Linked DNA regions of Mus musculus: regions 2, 3 and 4 are each linked to region 1. A link is a contact called in public HiChIP or PLAC-seq data. All regions are on one chromosome and are shown on one strand. The core of a region is the stretch at or near the end of the contact, and the rest is flanking DNA. Distances in the headings are between cores, read along the strand shown. Region 1 has its middle 47 kb from the start of 1700010I02Rik. Region 2 holds the start of Zc2hc1a (zinc finger, C2HC-type containing 1A). Region 3 overlaps Il7 (interleukin 7). Region 4 holds the start of Il7 (interleukin 7).

Region 1 (4,724 bases), core at 600-3,099:
TTTATGAGATTTTCTGTTTCCTCTTTAAAGTATTCTACCCGTTTAGCAGTGTTTTCCTGTAATTCTTTAAGGGCTTCTACTGTTTAGCAGTGTTCTCCTGTATTTATTGAGTTATTAATGCCCTTCTTAAAATCTTCTACCACCATCATGAGATATGATTTTAAATCTGCGTCTTGCTTTTCGGGTATGTTGCGGTATCCAGGACTCACAGTGGTGGGCGTACTTGGTTCTGATGATGCCCAGTGTTCTTGGTTTCTGTTAGTAAGATTCTTATGTTTGCCTTTCACCATCTGGTAATCTCTGGTGTTAATGTTCTAGCTCTCTCTGGCTGGAGCTTGATCCTCCTGTGATTCTGTTAGCCTCTGTCAGAACTCTTCTGAATCCAAATCTCTCCTGAGTCCCAATGGTCAGAGCACTCTCTCTAGGCAAGCTCTTGTCTTGCAGGGCAGGTGTCCAGAAGTCTGGAGCTCTTCTCTACCTCCTGAGTCCTGGGGTCAGAGCCCTCCCTGTAGGCTGACTCTCCTATGGCAAGGAAGGTGCCCAAGTGTCTGGGTCTCAGCTCCACCTTCTAGCTGAGGATGAAAGGTTGAAGGGGCCCTGTCCAAGAAGCTCTGTCGCTTCTGTCACCTATGTGCTCTCCAGTGATCATGAGGTCTTGGGTGTTCTAGGGGTTCTGCAGTATGGACAGTTCTCTGGGGCCCTCGATGCCCTTGGCCGTGTTCACACAGAAGATGGCAGGGCTGGCCCCTACCAGAATGCATACCAGCCTCTTGGTGGGGTTCCTTTTTCCCTGTTCCTGCTTGCATAAGATCCTCCGTGATGCTTTGGAGCTGATGTTCCTCTCACCTGTGATTCCCAAGGTGATCCTGAGGTCCTGAGGCATGGAGAGTCCTCTGGGGTTCTTGGCAGACTCTGCCAGGTTCAGGCAGAAGATGGCCTTAAATTATTGTATGTATTTACATTCCAAATGTTGCTCCCCTTCCAGGTTCCCCCTCCCTGAGTTCTTCACCCCATCTAACCTCCTCTTAATTTCTTTGAGGGTGCTCTCCCCCACACCCACTGACCTCCACCTCACCCCCTTAAGCATTCCCCTTCCCTGGGGCATCAAGTCTCTACAGGATTGGGCAGATCCTCTTTTTAGAGATAGTGCATCATCTGAAGTCCTAAACAACTTAAGCTTATATTAAAACTCTGATGATCTAGTCTTCATTGCCACAGACCCTTTTGATCCCTGTCTGTGTAGAATTGGTCTCTGGTTGCAGGTGGACAAGGAGTTGGCAAATGAATGACAGACTGAATCACTTGAGAGATTGTGTAGAATCTGAATGTATTGTCACAAAATGAACACCAGTCTTATATAATACAGAAAACAAAGTGGTAGGATGTCACAGCAGACAAAGTACATTGAAGTTACCTGACACAAAACAAAGGAATGACTTCAAAAGGACTTACAGGAACCAGGTAATATTTACAGTAAAGATAAAACAGCCCTGCGTAGGGTAAGGATTTCACACCCTAGTCACAAATTGTGCTACTCCTTTGAGCCTTGTGAAAGCTAGCACCAGGGGGTTCTGCTCTAGCAGACCTTCTCATGGATAATGCAATAACACAACCCCCCTGTTTCCTAGGCCTTGATAGATTCTTGTATGAGTGTAACTTGGCTGTTATTTCAAGTATCTGTGGAGAATCTCCATTTGTCGGAGGAATTCACCAACTTACTTCTAATATGCAATATAGTCTGCTATACCTGGCTGTAGTGAAGGTTCCTGTCTCAGTAGGATTCCCTAACTCTTATGTGGTAAACCCGCCTATTAGCTAGGCCATTGTGTATTCCCTTGTTTGGGTAAGACTGGTGACTGTCCTGAGTAATCACTCTGCAGACTAACCTTGAGCTATTCTAGTTCCGTTCTTTGTAATGCCTAATTAGTTTCACCATCTCTACTAGAAGTAAATTTGAATATTACTGAATAGGCAACATTCTTACTGAATTCCTACTGAATTACAAGTTTGTCAGCTTCAAGGATTTTCTAGGATGTTGGAACACTGGCGAAGGCTTAGCTTTGTCAGTATTCAATCTTTAAGGCCCTTATAATAAAATAATACTAAAAGAGAACACGTGAATCCATACACCAGACTAACATGGGGATAGAGTATGAGTATATCGGTTATGAGAATGCCTGGTTCTAGGAGATTGGGTTTCCTTGACACTCCTTGCTTCGTGAGTGCTTCCAAGCCTCTCGGCCTACCAAGCAGACTTCACTGGAGTGTGCATAGCACTTCATCCCATGAGAGGCCCTAGAAGGAATAAATATTACCTGAGTATGCAGCAAATGTAGGGTCATAGATAGTTCGCAAGTTTTATAGAAATAACAGAGACTACTGACTTTCTGGACTGTACTCAATATTATCTCTATTAACATTGGAGCATCCGTCTTCAGCTTTCTTGCTCAGATATCTGACAGACTATTGCTGAAGCTGGGATTCTGAAGGACTTGCTTATCCTGACTATGAAGAGCTTCGCACTCAACTCCCCTGTGTCCTCTTGTCTTTTCTAAACAGATTTGTCTGTAGTTAAAGCATGGGCATTTTCTTTGCCAAGTGGCTAACTTGGTACAACTGAAGCAACTCCATATTGAGGTAACTGATGCTCATCATCGTCTTTGAAGTGGAATAGGGTACTATCAGGAGCACATCTACACATAGTCAGAATCTTCTGATAATAAAATAAATGTAAATGCCATATTCTTTGGATCTTTTAGGTTCTTGACGTCTAACTATTTGTCCATAGGATATTTGAGTAGCCAAACATTGTTTATTCTTAGATGTTTACTATCTGAAATATGTGAAAACATTTTATTGTAATGAACAACTCTAGTACCTAATATGACCATGAGTTTGACCAACTACTAACATGCATTTCTTAACCATTCCTTTTAGTTCATAACTTTCATTTTTATCATCTCTAGTACTTTGTAATAGCAGTTTTTTAAAGGATGAGAACTTTATGATGCATTTTAAAGAATTCTATAGGCATAATATGCCAAATGTTAAAACATAAATATGTTATGTATATCAAAATTAATATTAAATTTGTATCAATATACAATAACTCATACCAATGTATCAAAATAACCTCTTTGTATCAATATACAAAATTCTATACCCATGTAACAAAATAGAACCTCAATTTTGCATTAAAATATAAAGATATAAAGGTCTTTATCAATGTAAGATTATGACTATGATATATTATTTAGTTTAAGAGTAGATTCAATAATTGGCCCGTATTTTTTTCATCTCTTGTAATATTTCTATATTCCCCCTTTTCCTTCTCGACCCCCTTTCCTTTACCTAAGGAAGAAAGAAAGATAGGGAAAAGAAAAGGAAACTTAGAAATTCCTGGATCTAACCTCTCAAATTATTTTCTTCCCTACTTAAGACCACAATTATTTGTAATAATCCTTTAAAATCACAACAGATCTATAATTTATAAAACAATACAATTTATAAATTTATAAAATCTACAATTTATAAAGCCAAAACCATACATCCCAACTTAAGGGACTGGTTGACAGACTTTTTATACTAGCTTCATTCTGAATTTAGCAAAGAATTCATTTTTGGGTACCCAAGAATGTTAGAAAAAAATGGTTATTCTTAAGAAAGCTAGGTGTAGCATTTTTTCTCCAATCTCTGTATGCTGAGAAAGTAGGGCCTTAAACAAAATCCTGACTGGAACAATCTGAGAGACTGGACCAAGGGAGCTAGCTGTTCCGAAGCTATCCTGTAAGACGTCTTTAGAGGAAACAGCTTTGATGCAATTGAGGTAGGATCAGTCAGGGTTAGTTTTATTGAGACAGGGTTTCTCTGTGCAGCCTGGGCTGATTTGGATTTGATCTGCAGATTAGTCTGGCCTCAAACTCACAAGGAACCTATCTGTCTCTGTCTGTGTCTCCCAACTATTGAGATCAAAGGCCTGGGTTTATTTATTTATTATCCATGCACCCTTGAAAACACTTTTATCAATTCTCATTTCTTTCTTCCTTCTTTGGAGATTATTATCTATGAGGACAAATACAACTATAGTCCCCTTTCTTGTTATATAAATTGACTTAATGTTCTTCACTATATTGAAGTTTATTTAAATTTCCTTTTATTTACTGTATAAGTAATCACGTATCTGTTCAGTTTTTGTCCTAGGTGTGAGCTATATGCTAGAGTAAGCCATAATCAGTTCTCTGGTGGACACCTACACTTAAAGACACTAGTGGCTCAGAATAATGTTGACACCCTTACTTCACTGGGGTAGTAAGTCCTCAATCTATGCCATTTTAAATTGGTTCACTGTCAGTGTATCCCATTGGACATTAAGATGACACATCACATTTAGACCTCAATTGGCATTAGTACCCTATTTTTTTAAATTTAAAGCAATATCAGATTGTCTCTACCACATGCATGTTTATTTGATTTATCTTCTCTGACAAAAATAATTTGTATTCTGTATTGCCTATCATAATTAATGTGAAGTATGGCTACTAAGCTTAACAATATTTTTCTTTATTTTTTTTGTCCAGTGGTCTCTAGATTCCTTAACTGTATGCTTTTTTTTTTTTTACTCTGGAAATATAAAAGCAAACAACTCCAGCCCAACCTTAACTCTGTGTCCTTATACTGACTAGCAGAATTTATCTTCCCTAGAACAAAATGCTTCTTTGGCAACA
Region 2 (4,724 bases), core at 745-3,244, 500 kb before region 1:
TGGCTATGGACCCAGACATGGCCTTCTGTAACAATGCGGGACTACATCACCATGGTCCCAGATGACATCACAGGCTACTCACATCAGGATGTTCCTCACTCCAGTTCTGCCTCTCCTCGTGTGCCCATACCCTTCTGTTTCTCTTTGTCTTCCAATTCTCTACCGCTTACTTGCTCCTCTTACTAGCACCTAGGGTCTCTGAATGTCTGGGGTTGTCTCAGGAGTACAATGCCCTGTTCATGCGTTATGGTGCTAGTCAGGGGTCCTGTCAGGCATGGCCTATCCCCTTAGGCCTGCATAGCCCTCCACTGGCAATCATCTCAGGATACCTCTCTGCCCAGACCCCATGGCACCATTCTGATGGTCATCTCAGCCCTGGACACTGTATGCTTCCCCATCCCCCCACCCCTGCCCCCGACAGGCCCCTCATGCCAGACTGGTAGCTTTTCTGACAGGCCTTTTTCCAGAAATGTGAGGTAAATTATTCATGGGTCAGAACACTGAACTAGACATAGCTTCTCTCCTCTCTGCCATCTACTGGCAGACATGTGATATAGCAGCCACACCTGTAAGGCTTCTAGATGGCAGGGCCTCTTAAGGTACTTTTGTTATTGTTGCTATTTTTATTATTGTTATTGATGTTACTGTAGATTTTATGGCTAATAAGGCTTGTGTCCATCATCCTAATATTTGTCTAAACTTGCAATATGCAAAGTAAATGTCTTCTTTATTTTGATAATTCTTTTTGTGTTCTTTTTATTTTTTTGGGCATTCTTATGAAAGCTGTCCTCAACCTCATCTGATTTTGTCTTAGAAGCATGGCCAGGGGACTGGTGGTGGCGGGGCTCTCTACACCAATATAGGGTAACTAGGTTGGTTGCCTGCATGGAGGTCCCAGAAACTCAGAAGTCAGGGAAGCCCAGAGCAGAACAAGGAAAGGACTCATGAGATAATTGCAGAATGGAAGTTTCTTATACTATTCTGTACCAGACTCGGACTCTACGGTCTTCACACCCACTGTGAGCGTCTTCTCACAGATAAGACCTCTTGGCGTTTGCTTGTTTAAACAAAATCAGAGAGTTACTGACATATTTAAGTGTATACAGAATTAAGACAACTTTTGAATTAAACTGCTCAACAAGAAAACAGTGTAAGACTTGTTACGAACAAAATATATTGATAACTTAGTAATGGACACCCCAGAATCAGTAAACAATATGATTGGTTTATTCTTGCTAAGTAAAATTTTCGAAGAGTTTTAGTAAGGGTAAAATGTGTTAGACTGTGAAGCAAAACCGTTTGAGTGGTTGGATTCCATTTTGACTCTGACAGAAAGACACCTTTGTGCCTTGATAGGTTAGCTTCCCAGTTTAAAGCGCTCAGTACAGTACAGCCTTGATGAGATGCAGAACTGCAGTTGAGGGCAAGCATAGTGCTGGCCAGGGAAAGATTGTGCAACGGGGAAGTTTCATTTCTAATTTCGGGCCTAACTTTTTATAGTTAGAAAACTGTTTCAGAAGTTTGGCGCAATCTCAGTTCCACAGTCCCATACAGAAAATATGACTTACCTAGGAAACAATGTCTTAGCCCATAGAGCTGTGTCTGAAGAACAAGGCTAGAGGATGTTGCTTGATTTAAAAGGGCAGTGAACACGGGATGGTGCTGGACCAAGGCCCCCTTATCTTGTTACAAGAGCTCAGAGGGACCTGTTAAAAAGACATTCTCTTACTGACTGGAGATGAGGAGCTCCGAGATGCGGAGGCATTCTAAGCTGGAAAACAAGGTGTGAGCCTAAATGTGGCTGAAGTGGAACAAAGGCGTGTAAGGATCTCGGATTGCCAACAAAAGTAGCTGCGGTTTCCAGGGAGGGTGGTTGGAAAAACCTTGGTGGAAGGAGAGTCCCTCGGGAGGTGGCAGAAGGCGCAGCCCCGCCCTTAGTAGCTCCGCCCCTGTCACCCCGCCCCCACCCGCGCGGACCAATAGGAGGCCGGGATGTTAGAGTGTGGGAGGTGCGGCCGTGTTGCTACAGCAGGAACTGGGCGGCGGCGGGTGCTGCCTGCGGAGCCTGAGGCGGCGCGTCATGGACGGACTGGAAGGTGAGACGCGAGGGGGATGCGACCGCGGGGCTCCAGCGGGCCCGAGCGACCGGGGCCTGGAGTCTGGGGGCAAGTGCGGCCGGCCGGCCGGCTCTGCAGCGAGGTCCCCGCGCTCGCCGACACCCGGGGCGGAGCTGGCGGCCCCTTACGGGAGCGGTGGCCGCGGGCTGCCCGCCGGGCACGGTGCTCGACTTCACCGCGGGGTTGGAGCCCCCGCGTCCTCACTTCTGCAAGGCCTAACTACCATGTCGGGTCCTTTCTGGACCCCTGAGTTTCCTGTGGGCACTAGGTGTCTCTGGTCGAGTCTTATCTTTGCAAAGTGTATTCTTGGTTAAGGTTCGCGACGCCCGGGTCGCCAGCTCTTGCTGACCCCTCAGGACCTGCCCTGCCTCCAGCGAGCTCTGGACACACACCTTGGACAGTCGTAGGTCCATTCCTTCCATTTCTACCGCACCTTGCTCGGAGAGATGCCGGAGCATCTCCCAAGGAAGTGTCCCTGGCGAGCTCTACAGCAGGGACAATAGCTTCAACATTAATGGTTTATTCACGAGGACGGTCTAGGGAAAAGCCAGCTTTGCTTCCTTATCTTCACTTTATCCTGGTGCCTTAGCCATGGCTTCAGATTTTGTTTTGTTCCCAGTTCTTTCCCTTTCTTCATCCATTTTAATCCCGCGCTAGGACAACATTTCACTTAAAAAACAAAGGAAGGAAGAAAAAAAAAATCTTAACAGTGGTGACAACAGTTTCAGGATTTAAAAAGACTAGGGATCTTTCTGATATACAAGCTTTCAGAAAATTTGGATCCTGCTGCCTTAAAATAGTTTTTTTTTCTCTCTTAAAATTGTTTCACCACTTACTGTACTTGGAATGAATAGGGGACTTGATCCCTTCATTTTCTTGTATTATAGATAGTCAAATATTTCAGGACATGTTACGAAGTTAACAGTGGTAACTGATAACTCTTCCCCAGTGATTTAAGTGTACCAGAAAGAAAATATAATAATATGATTATGAATTTTATTTCACAATGATATTTTGCAGTTAAGCTTTCTCCAAACATCTTGAAGGTGATAAAGAATTCTAATAGATCATTTATGCTGCAGATTAGCTGTGAAGGTCTTGCTTGGTGTACCACTCAAATTAACATGAAATGAGAAATTGTAATGACAGCATACCTTTCAAAAATCTCCTATTTTTGGATACCCCTACAGGCAACTCATTTTAGTGATTTACAACTATACTAGTATAGGGACTGTATAGAGAATAGAGTTGAAACATAGGTGTGAAGACTTTACAACGCTATCATACTGCATGAAGAGTGTTTAAGAATACTTCCCAGATTTTTACTGATCAATATTTACAGTGAAAGAAATATTCATCCAATGTTTCACTTATTTATCTATGCATGCAAAGAATAAAAAATTGTCAAAGTTCTTGCTATCTAAATCAGAAATTTAGGAGAAATAATCGAATACTAGTATAATATACACTCTGTGTGTGTGTGTATGTATGTATGTATGTATGTATGTGTGTAGAACATAAGGATCCTCATGTAGTATGCAATGAGCATGATTCATGAGTCAGGTTTATGTTAAGCAGTACTGGCCCTTAAACTCTTTGATTTTTCTTTTCCTGAACAAACTAAGATGCCATCATTTCATGCATTCAATTATAATAAATTAGGTTGAAATATAAGGAAATCATTGTTTCTGTCTGGCAGAACAGGTAAATATTGGCAACTAAAAGTGATCCAGCATAGTTAGAGCTCAAAGTGTTCTGTTGAGTGGAAGAGCAGTGCTCGCTCTCTTGTGGTTTTGTCCTGGCTTCAGCCCCACTCCACTTCCATCATTCTTTCAAAAAGTGAGTTCATACAATGTCACATTTTTCAGAGTTCAAAACTTTGAGTCTTAAGGATACCATTTGTTAATTTTTTACCCAGGCTTTCACTTAATAAGCAAGAAGTTGTTTGCTATTTTTTCTCTATAGTAAAAGTTATAGGACAGCATGTAGCATACAATCTTCAAGTTTGTTTGCTTTATCTTTGTCATTGAGCAAAAGTCTTTGACATCTATCTGACTTACATTTCTAGTTGAAAGTAGTTACTGGCCGCCTATTCTTACCCTTTAAAAGGAAATTTTAGTTGCTTACATATAATGTTTACATTACTGAGGGTCTGGGAATTTTATGTCTGGAATTGTCACAAAATGAACTAATAAATTGTACACTGTATTTTGAAGCCAAATGTTAAGCTTTCTTATAATTTTGTATAATTAATAGCAGAACTTTTTGCATGGCTTGAGTAATTAGAGAAAAGCCTTTAATTTCTTTTCATGGAAAGCTATACCCTAGACTTATCTAAGGAGCACAGTAGCAGTTTTAGAATTGGTAAGTTCTAATATCTTACGAGTTTTATCATCTGTAAGATTGAGGTGATAAAATCTAAGGTTTTATCCTTAGATAAGATATTATCATTGCCTTCATAAAACTCTAAAGTATGCCTATAACATTTATTGTAGACATTAGACAGGCCATTCCTCATCTGGTCTGCTTAATTTATTAGTTGTCTCTGAAATTTATTATCTTATTGTCTCTGAAACTTGATTCGTTCTATTCCTCTTTATTGTAGCA
Region 3 (4,724 bases), core at 1,404-3,903, 420 kb before region 1:
AAGTAAACAACAAGAAATAAGGACAACAAATTATTATGTAATTTGTATCTCCTGGAGACAGGGTGTCTGTAAAATTAACATATAATAGACAACAGTACAATATAATAGGCAAATGATAATCCTGTCATTAGTATAAAAAGATTATGGAATTAATTCTCTAACACAATTGTATATAAAACCAAGCTCATAGTAAAGTAAAAATTACCATTACCTTTGTATCATCACATACATGTTTTCTAAAAAAGTTTGGTTCATTATTCGGGCAATTACTATCAGTTCCTGTCATTTTGTCCTGTAATAATATAAAACAATATAGTTAAATGCATAGACTCTCTCTCTCTCTCTCTCTCTCTCTCTCTCTCTCTCTCTCTCTCACACACACACACACACACACACACACACACCAGTCTAATATTTGATACTAATATGAACAGTTTCATGAAAGTCAATTTTCCTGATTCTACTTACTGGCATCAAGAATTGTTTCTCTTTACATGGAAAAATAAGCAAATATGTACAATATCATCTCAAATAAGATTCAGAATCTCTTAAGATCAAACTGAACTAGTTCTGTCCAGTAGACTGGTGATTCCAGGTTATTGAAGCTTCTTAAAGATTTCAGTATGGATAATATTGTCAAAACAGTAAGTAAAGCAAGGTCAAGATTAGAAGATTAGTAAGTGCTTCTGATCTTCATCTATTTTCCACTTAGGGGAGTGTGCATTGTGCATTGTTTATATTGTTTATATTGTTCATGCAAAGAGGAGAGGTTTCCTGACTTTAAAAGGTATGCATTTGCTGTTTTACCTGTAGGAAGTAGTGCCTGAATACATAATTGTTTAAAATTCAACACTTATTGATGACCGTTGTCAAAGATTTCTACAAAACCCTATATTGAAACTAACTTAAGAAAACAGCAACCTGGTTTTATGGTTTTATCTGGCATTTGGCAGATGTGTCCCTGCATCCTCTAAATATGATCATGTAATAGCATTGAGAAGTATTGGAAATTTGTCTGTACCAGTCACTGAAGGCATACTGGAATCATCACAGGAGCAAGACATATATTTTCTAAAGCTACCACCTTACAACTAAAAGTAATGAACAGTTATCTACTAAGTCATTTTTCTATCAAGTTTTATTTAATCCCCAGGATGACATCAAATTATACATACATTTTTTATTAAACCTACAAGTCTCATATGAAATATGTCACTGAATTAAATTCTTAGAGTGTTCTAACAAATTTCATAACAATATTTGAAAATTGATGTTGGTTAGGCTATTGCTGTGGTAAACTAATATGATTTCATATGCCTACAAAAGAGAGTGTTAAGCTTTTCTGCATGTTTGCCAAGTATTTGATGAAAACTTAATTTTCAGTATGATGATAGTGTCCCTTTGACATGAACATGTAAGATGTCACGGCTGCCTTCTGAAGCAAACCTATCAATAGCAGCCCAGAATATGAATTCATAACAGAAGAAAACAACTTCTTGATTTAACACATGTCAAAATAATAGATTCCTACAGGCATGTTGGTTCATGTAAACATATTTCCAGTTTATTATAAATATGGAAAACCCACAATATAAAAGTCCAAATCACTATGATCTATGATGTGAATTGCTCCTAGAAAAGGTCTCAATTTCATTAGGTTGCACCTTGCAGTTTGTTTGTTTGTTTGTTTTCTATTACATACTTAACTTTCTTGTGTTAATTGTTGATCTATTGCTGTGAAGAGACACCAGATCAAGGTAACTCTAAGAAATTATTTAACTGGGGGCTTGCTTACAGTTTTAGAGATATAGTCCATGATTATCATGGCAGGAAGCACTCAGGCATGGCAGTAGAATGTTAACTAAGATCCACAGACAAAGGCAGAGACTGGGCCTAGAATGGGCTTTTGAACTCTTAAGTTTCCCTCAGTGACACATCTCTGCAACAAAGCCACACCTAATCCTTCCCAAACAATTTTATCAGCTTGGAACTAAACATTAAAATACATGAGACCATGGGGCCATTCTCATTCAAACTACTACATTCAGCTCCCTGGCCCCCATAGGCTTCTAGTCATATCAGAATGTAAAATGCATCAGCCAACTTCAAAAGTCTCCATAGTCTTTTATTTTCAAGACAGCTTACAATACCAAAGTCCTGAGTGTCCTTGAGACTTAAGCCTATTTCTTAATTGTAAAACCCCATAAAAACAAAAAGCAAAATGCTGACCACATACTTCCAACATACAGTGGTACAGAATATACATTACCATTTCAAAGGGGAGGAGCAGGAACTTATTAATGAAGCACTGGACCAAAGCAAGGCTGAAATCCAGTAGGACAAACTCCTAATGTCAAAGGGCTGAGTAGATAGCTCTTCATATCTCCCACACTTCCCAGATTTGCTGATAGAAACACACTTAACAATCTTGGGCTGGTTCCACATCCTGCCTGGAGCTTCTCTCCTTGGCAGATACAACATACTGTGACTTTTCCAGCACTGGTAGATCTCCATCACAATCCATCCTTTACATTCACAGCTTTACACAATGGCTTTCCTGGACTTTCCTGCAAAGACCTACTGCCATGAACCTTTACTTTAGTAATAGCTTTCCTAAACCGTGGAACATTCCACAATACCTTTCCTGTGTCCCACTTAATTCTAAAGCCAAAGCTACATAGCTGAAGCTGCCAACTTCTCCTGCCTGCTGGAGCTGGAACCTGTCCCCTCCTTGAATTACATTTGCATAAGCTTTCCATTGTTGTTTAGGACAAAGAAAACTTTCAGGTCTTTGTTTTCCTTGGTCACAGGATTAGGTTATTGGGGTCTTGCCCAGAGGTTTCTACTCCCTTTTTTCTATCCAGCATCAGGCCTTTAAGCTTCTTCCATGAATAAGCTCCAGTACCAAATGTCTTGCTTCTCTTTTTCTCCCCAAACTTTACATTTTGAATTTCTCTTTGTCTTGTTTGTTTCTCTTCACTGTAGATGTGCATAAGAATGAATAAAATCACTACTTGGCACAATTAATATTAGGCTGTCTTGAAGTCTCCTCTGCCAATGATATTAGTAGAAAATTCCATTTTACCACAGGTGGATTTGTTGGCAGAAAGTAGCCACATTCTCTGCCAAAGTATAGGGAGAGTGCACTCTAATCCAGTTGATACTCTTCTTTTCACCAGTGCCTATGTAGTCCAAATTGTCCTCAGCACTATTTTTCATGCTTTTATGACCTAGGCCCATTATGCCCCACTTATTATTTAACCAACTTTTCTTGTCCAAAGTTCCAAGGTCTTCCAAACAACTGTATCAGTTATACCTCTATACCTTCATCACTTTTTAAGTGTATTTATCCTCTAATTTTTTGCTTTATGTGTGTTTTCTACAAAATCTTACATATGCTTACTTATCAAGGCACTAATGACAAGTTTATATTTCAGTCTTTATTTTTCCCTGAAAATGCAAAGACCTCACAATTTTTCCATATTTTCTTCTCTGATATTAATCTAGGCTCATTTTCTGTTAGTTTCTTAGGGAGAATAAGAAAAAATGTTAGCATTTTTGACTGGTTTTATAGGTAAAATCTATTTAGTACATGCATGTAGAAGAGTACAGGTGTGTGCTTACACTAGCACATGTGTGGAAAATAGAGGACACCATTTGAGAGTTTTCTTCTGTCTCCTTGTGAGACCCAGGGACTGAATTTGTGTCTGCAGGCCTCCACATAAGTACCTCTACCCAGTAAGCCTTCTCTTTGGGCCTAATCATTCTTTTTCCAATTTTTCTACTTTACTTATGCTTTGTTCATTTATTATTAATTTATTCACATTTGTTGGAATCAACAAATAGTACTTCTGACTTTATAAATGAATGCTAAAGTTGATTAGATATTGTTCAGATATTACTTAGCAATGCCTCCACTTTATGGGAGAATGAATCCACTTCTCATGACTGCTCTAGGCAATTACTAGAAACGTGTTGGTTCAAAAAAGAAAGAGAGAGAGAGGGAGAGAGAGAGAGACAGAGAGAGAGAGAGAGGGGGAGGGAGGGAGGGAGGGAAGGAGGGAGGGAAGGAAGGAAGGAAGGAAGGAAGAAAGAAAGAAAGAAAGAAAGAAAGAAAGAAAGAAAGAAAGAAAGAAAGAAAGAAAGAAAGAAAGAAAAGCAATGTATCTTGTCACATACCTAGAGAGGAGAAATTTAAACTCAGCATTGAGTGACAGTGCACAGGGAGCATCCGTAATCTGGCTTTTCTCTCTACTCCTGGCTGCCAACATTCTTAGTGTTCCTGGCTTGTGGCCATACCACCATATTCCATCACTGTGTGTGTCTCCAGTCTCTCAGGTTTCTATCTTAAAAGGCCATTTGCAGTAACAGAGCTCATCTGGCTTTCCAGTATAATTTCCCCATGTCAAATCGTTGATTTAATCATATTTTCAAAGATTCTGTTACTATAACTTTCTGAGATGAGAATTTGACATGTTTGGGTGACATAATCTAACATTATAGAGAAGTATGTTGTGCTTTCATAAACATTGGATTTCACCTAAAGATTGACTCTTTAGTTGTGGACATGAACAGATTAGACCAGAGCATACTTCACTCTTGCGACTGGCCTCTTGTGATTTATCTGCACAGGGCCAAGCACCAGCAAGCAACTGGTTCCTTATCTGTCACTGCATCATAAATTACAGTAATGGCAGCACAAATAATAATAAAAAAAACTTATC
Region 4 (4,724 bases), core at 1,350-3,849, 390 kb before region 1:
TTGTCTGTCCCCAACACATATAGAGCAGAGGACTGCCTGGTCTGGCCTCAGTGAGAGAAGAGGCACCTAACTGTTGAGAAACTTGAAGCCCCAGGGAGTGGGGAGGCCTAGTGGCATGGGGGATGAGGGCATTCTCTTGGAGTCAGGGGTGGGGTGGGGGCTGGGGAGGAGGTATGGGGAGGAGAGCAGTGGGGGGGGGCAGAACAGGAGAGGTATAAAGTCTGTACTGTAAAAAAAAAGATTAAGGAATAAAAATAAATTAATTAAAAAACAAAATTATCTGTCAAGAGTCAGGATAACAGTACTTCATACCCATGGGCCATGAGATTGGTTTTATAAAAGAACTTTCCATTTTTGTTCAAGAAGTATACACACTGAGATGAAATTTCTAATTCTCCTTTACAGATAGATCTTCAGGCTTCCTCCATATTCCCAAGGCTCTATGTTTCTCATTGTTTCCTTTTATTAGTATACAAATAAAATGTATGCTGATTCATAATGAGGCAGCACAATTGAGCGTCAGCGAGTGAATCCTTGTTTACTTGGTGTCCCGACATAACAAAGTGGAAACACAGCACACAGCCTTGATGGAGTTTACCCACGCCTCTAGTAAATTTTGGACCGAAAATGAAAGAAAAAAAAAAAGCCACTTACTTTAACTCCCGTGAGTTTAATATTTTCATATTTTCTTTACTAAGAAAATAAGGCATGTCCGATATGGATGTATCTCAATGGGAAAAGCCTCCTCGTTTAAATTACACCTTTGCTTTTCCTTTGTCCTTTTATCTCTCCAGGTTGTAGGTAATCCAAGGGTTAAAGTGAAAGGCAATTTCAGAACCCAGGGCATTGCAAAGAAGACAGGGATGCGGTGTCTCTAGCTGTACAGTGAGCTCCTGCAGGGGCACCTTGGCAGCCTTCCATCATTTTCTTGGGCAGTCTCTCAGGTCTCCACATCTTTTATTTGGTTTCTGATAAGTACTCCCTCAAATGTTTTTGGTTCGCTAGTACCTAAGAGAGGGGAAGTAATTGTACCTAAAACAGTGGGCCGGAAACCAATACAATGGTTTGCAATGGGGTTGCAAAAGGAAAGAGCCTTAGGCTAGATCCTGCACCTCCATAGGTTCTCTTGCTTGAGGAAGTATTTAAAACACCTGCATTCCCTTAGGTAGACCTCCTCACACTCCATTCTGTTCTCATCTCTATTAGTTCTAGCTACAAATGGATTCCAGCCTCTGTCAATTCTGTTCTTGTCCACTTTAAATCCTTACTTATTTAAAACTAATGCAAGCCTATTAGATTTGATCAGGGAGCTAAGAATTTGTACTCATGGGTACTTAAAGTTCTGCCTCCCTTAAGTAGCAAATATATAGAAGGAAAATAAAATCTGGCCTTTTGCAATCTCAGCCGCAGGACTTGGGTTCCCAGCAAACAAGTCAACTTACAGCCTGGATCGGAAACTCCCAGACTTACTGCGGGGAGAAGAGGGGGTTTTCCAATGATCTGTCCTTTAGGGTTTAAAAGCGCATCCTGGGAGCGACTCTTTCATTCTCCATGAAGTTCTGAGCTGCGAGAGCCCAGCAACGCCCTGAACCCAGGCAGCCTGTGAGTAACTGCACAGCCAGGAAGCCAGGAAGGGCTGCATTGAAGAGGTACTGGCTAGGGACAAAGTGGCTGAAAACCACTGACTACTGAGTCTTGACTGCAGGGGGCCACCGCGTCGCGGCTCCCGCACTGAAGCTCTGGGTCTGGGGATCTGAAAACCGCCTCGGGAACTGTTCCTCCCCGCCCGCCAGGGTTGTACGCCCAGGTGCCAATGGTTCTGGGCAACCGAGCTCAGCGCGGGTAGTGGCTGACCATGGGAGAGGCCAAGCTCTCAGCCTGTCCAAAGTGCAAGGCCGGGCTATTCCCGGACGTGCGGAGGCGCGGGGGCGGGTGGCACCTCCCGGACTGTCCCAGAGTCCCCGGCGCGCTAGGCGCACCTACTTGTGCGCACCAGAGAGCAGCGCTTACCATGGAACATGGTCTGCGGGAGGTGGGTGTAGTCATGATGACTGGGACTGCAGCAGGAGCCGGCTCTCACCACCCATAATCACTCCCAGGACCCCGGTCATCCACCGGGTGGCCGCAAACCGGTGCTGGGCAGGGCAGTTCAGGCAGCTGACTCCTCTCACCCACGCCACGCCTGGTCCATCCATCCCAAGAGGGGCCGCATGCATCACCGGCCACCCAGGCGCTCTGGCTTTGCCATAACTTCCGTAGGATCTGCCGGCAGACTAAGCAGGGTACTTTCAGTTTCTACTTTGCGCTGGGTCTTCAGGTTCAATGTTTGGGTTTATACCCTCAGCGTCTTCCCCAGTCACCTGGACCAGGATCAGTGGTTGCTGCGAATTGAAAGTAGCTCAGGAGAAGCCAGCTGGCCTTCTGGATCAGAAAGATTCGGCTAATAGGCTTTTCAAATGACTTCTAACCTCTCTGGCAACTCTGTGAGACTGGGAGCTAAAACCGCTGGTTACTAATATGTCCACAGAAGCCACAAATGTGCAGCAGAGAAAGCTCGCTATTGCAAGTCAGTTCCACTGAGGAGGCGTCGCTGCTTCTGCTGCCGCCGATGTAAGTCATCTTAAAAAAAAAAAAAAAAAAAAGGAAGTGAAGGATGATTAAGAGGGTCACGCCCTCTGCCCCTCTAGGTTCTCTAGTTTGTTTTTTTTTTTTTTTTCCTCCCTGTCATCTGTGCAATGCACCTGCTCAGGTAGGACTTTAAGAACAAATAATTCTTGTGAGTCCATCCAGTCTAGTATGTAAGTGGTAGCTTCAGAAAACCAAAACTCGTATTAGTTGGGGGCACATAGAAGTTCTGCATAGTAACTATCTCCCACAGTTATCTCCTGACATAGCTAATCACCATTGTGATTGTTTCATTAAAGTGTTTTGTTTTGTTTTAATAATAGGCCTGAATTACCGAGGGGATTCCTGATTTAGTGTTGTTTCTTATAATCAGGAGAAACACTGCTTAGGTGAAGGCAGGTTGTGCAAACCAGTAACAAGAGAGATCTGAGATCAGGACCATATCTCTCATATATCTAGTATTTGCTCTATGCCAGGACTCTTGGTCAGGAATTTACATGTATTTTGGCATCTGGAGTTTTCTGCCGAGGCAATCTGTTTTCTTATCTGCAGTTGAAAGATACACATGGGAACAGAGGCTTCCTTAAGTAACAGAGCTAAGTTCACGTGGCTGAATTTGGATAAAAAACACCTGCAGGCTGGCTTCAAAGAGTCTGCTTGGAATCTCTTGTGGAAGAGAACCTTGTAAATAATGGAGGATACAGTAGACTAAGAAGACGCCCTAGGGTGGTGGGTGTGCTCTTAACGCTCTGGGGAACCTCAGAAAGGGGTCTGGAGCTGGCGGTTCCTAATCGGACATCAGGACACGAGCTTCAGATTCTGTCTGTTAACAGTGAAAAGAGGCAGAGAGGTACTGTTTGTGCATTTAGAGTGTGGACCATAGGAGTTCTAACTGGGCACTGGCCTGTGGACTCTGCAGGGACTCTCACTTTCCACATTCAATGTAAAACCTGTTGTCTTAGTGCACTTCCAAAATAAATCCTACCCGGTGCCTGCAGGGCTGTTTAAACACCTCTCTGTTGTCTCTCTTGTTGTCATCCTGCTCAAAGCATCAGGAGATTTGACAGTACTTGTTATCTTCACTGCAGCCCTGGTCTCCAGACAGCTCCCATCCACAGAGAAGGGCTATCTAGAATAGGATTAGGCTCCAGCGTTGCAGTATGACAGGATGGAAGAGAGCTACTGTGGTGAGAAAGCATTTCAACGATGGAACATGGAAAAATGTCCACCAAAAAAAAAAAAAAAAAAAAAAAAAAAAGGAAAGAGAGGAAAGAGAAAGAAAACAGGGAATTGCTGGCAAATGAAATCAGGAAACTGAGCCTCTCAGGCACACATTTCCAAAAATGTCATTGGAACTCAGATGTGGAGAAAAGCAGTAGACAGAGATGAGGCTGCAGGGGTGGTTAAAGACTAACTCTATAAACATGTCTAGGTTTGTGGCGGCTGTATTAAACTCCCTGACCATAGGGTACACGTAGGTGTACAACTGCTCACATTCTATGCTTTTTTCCCCCCACCTGTTGTTGGGCTTTTCAGAGGAGAGTCAAAGAACATCCATCAAAAGAGTGCGAGAGGGGAAGTCTGTCTTCCTTCCTAGTACAATCACCAGAAAGGCTTGTGCATAGGCAACATTGGAGTAAAATGAGGCGAAAGTATCTAAAGTTCCAGGAAAGGAGAAGTAAATGTATTTTACAGGACTCTGACCCTCAGTGTTAAGAATGTCTTCTGAAAAGAATATTTAGAAAGCATTTGGAATTTCAAAGGTTAGATAAAAATGGACACCTTTGAACTACATTGTATTATGAGAGAATTCTAAGAAAATTAGTGTCCTTTTGAAAAAAACAGCCCAGCTCTTTAAATCAGCTATTGCTTTTTAAATACAAATTGAACATACAGATTGACAGGGGTGGATATTTCATGAATTTTTAGAATGTTGATAATTAAATAAATGAAATAATATGTGAGGCCTGGTACCTGTAACCCTAGCTGCTCAACCAGAGGCAGGGAGAATTAAAAGTTCAGTTCCTGATTTGTTTAATGAGTGAAACCATGTCTTTAAAAGTAACAAAATAAAACAGGACTGGTGACATAGCTCAAAG

The links. HiChIP or PLAC-seq counts read pairs in DNA pulled down with a chosen protein or histone mark.
Region 2: a contact with region 1 is called in an H3K27ac HiChIP or PLAC-seq map of stem cell-derived epiblast-like cells, with 13 times the contacts expected there. The contact joins the promoter of Zc2hc1a here to the enhancer-like site in region 1. A contact is called at or near these places in 3 of 39 promoter capture datasets (the 3T3-L1 cell line and liver), 1 of 484 Hi-C or Micro-C datasets (embryonic stem cells), 12 of 115 datasets of contacts at active chromatin or transcription factors (embryonic stem cells, epiblast stem cells, kidney and 2 more) and 1 of 9 other capture datasets (embryonic stem cells).
Region 3: an H3K27ac HiChIP or PLAC-seq map of embryonic stem cells shows a contact between it and region 1, with 11 times the contacts expected there. The contact joins two enhancer-like sites. A contact is called at or near these places in 1 of 484 Hi-C or Micro-C datasets (embryonic stem cells), 9 of 115 datasets of contacts at active chromatin or transcription factors (all in embryonic stem cells) and 1 of 9 other capture datasets (embryonic stem cells).
Region 4: a contact with region 1 is called in an H3K27ac HiChIP or PLAC-seq map of embryonic stem cells, with 8 times the contacts expected there. The contact joins the promoter of Il7 here to the enhancer-like site in region 1. A contact is called at or near these places in 6 of 39 promoter capture datasets (the 3T3-L1 cell line, hippocampal neurons, liver and 1 more), 13 of 115 datasets of contacts at active chromatin or transcription factors (bone marrow-derived dendritic cells, differentiating embryonic stem cells, embryonic stem cells and 4 more) and 1 of 9 other capture datasets (embryonic stem cells).

What each region holds. Positions count from the first base shown.
Region 1 is chr3:7,999,377-8,004,100 of GRCm38.p6, forward strand. No RefSeq gene overlaps it. Among named protein-coding and RNA genes, the nearest start is that of 1700010I02Rik, 47 kb to the left of the region's middle. Within about 2 kb of position 1,850, at least 12 of the 459 cell types and tissues checked have an H3K27ac peak or open chromatin away from gene starts, as enhancers often do. A contact at or near this core is called in embryonic stem cells, epiblast stem cells and stem cell-derived epiblast-like cells, where this site is marked.
Region 2 is chr3:7,501,432-7,506,155 of GRCm38.p6, forward strand. Zc2hc1a (zinc finger, C2HC-type containing 1A) reads left to right here and starts at 1,995. Exons shown (of 9, transcript NM_173181.3): 1 at 1,995-2,096. The coding sequence starts at 2,081. It also overlaps the pseudogene Gm23592.
Region 3 is chr3:7,576,963-7,581,686 of GRCm38.p6, forward strand. Il7 (interleukin 7) reads right to left here. Exons shown (of 5, transcript NM_008371.5): 3 at 212-292. Among named protein-coding and RNA genes, the nearest start is that of Gm16685, 33 kb to the right of the region's middle. Within about 2 kb of position 2,654, at least 11 of the 459 cell types and tissues checked have an H3K27ac peak or open chromatin away from gene starts, as enhancers often do. A contact at or near this core is called in embryonic stem cells, where this site is marked.
Region 4 is chr3:7,611,161-7,615,884 of GRCm38.p6, forward strand. It overlaps Il7 (interleukin 7), which reads right to left and starts at 2,600. Exons shown (of 5, transcript NM_008371.5): 1 at 2,011-2,600. The coding sequence starts at 2,020. It overlaps Gm16685 (predicted gene, 16685), which reads left to right and starts at 1,545. Exons shown (of 3, transcript NR_168341.1): 1 at 1,545-1,649.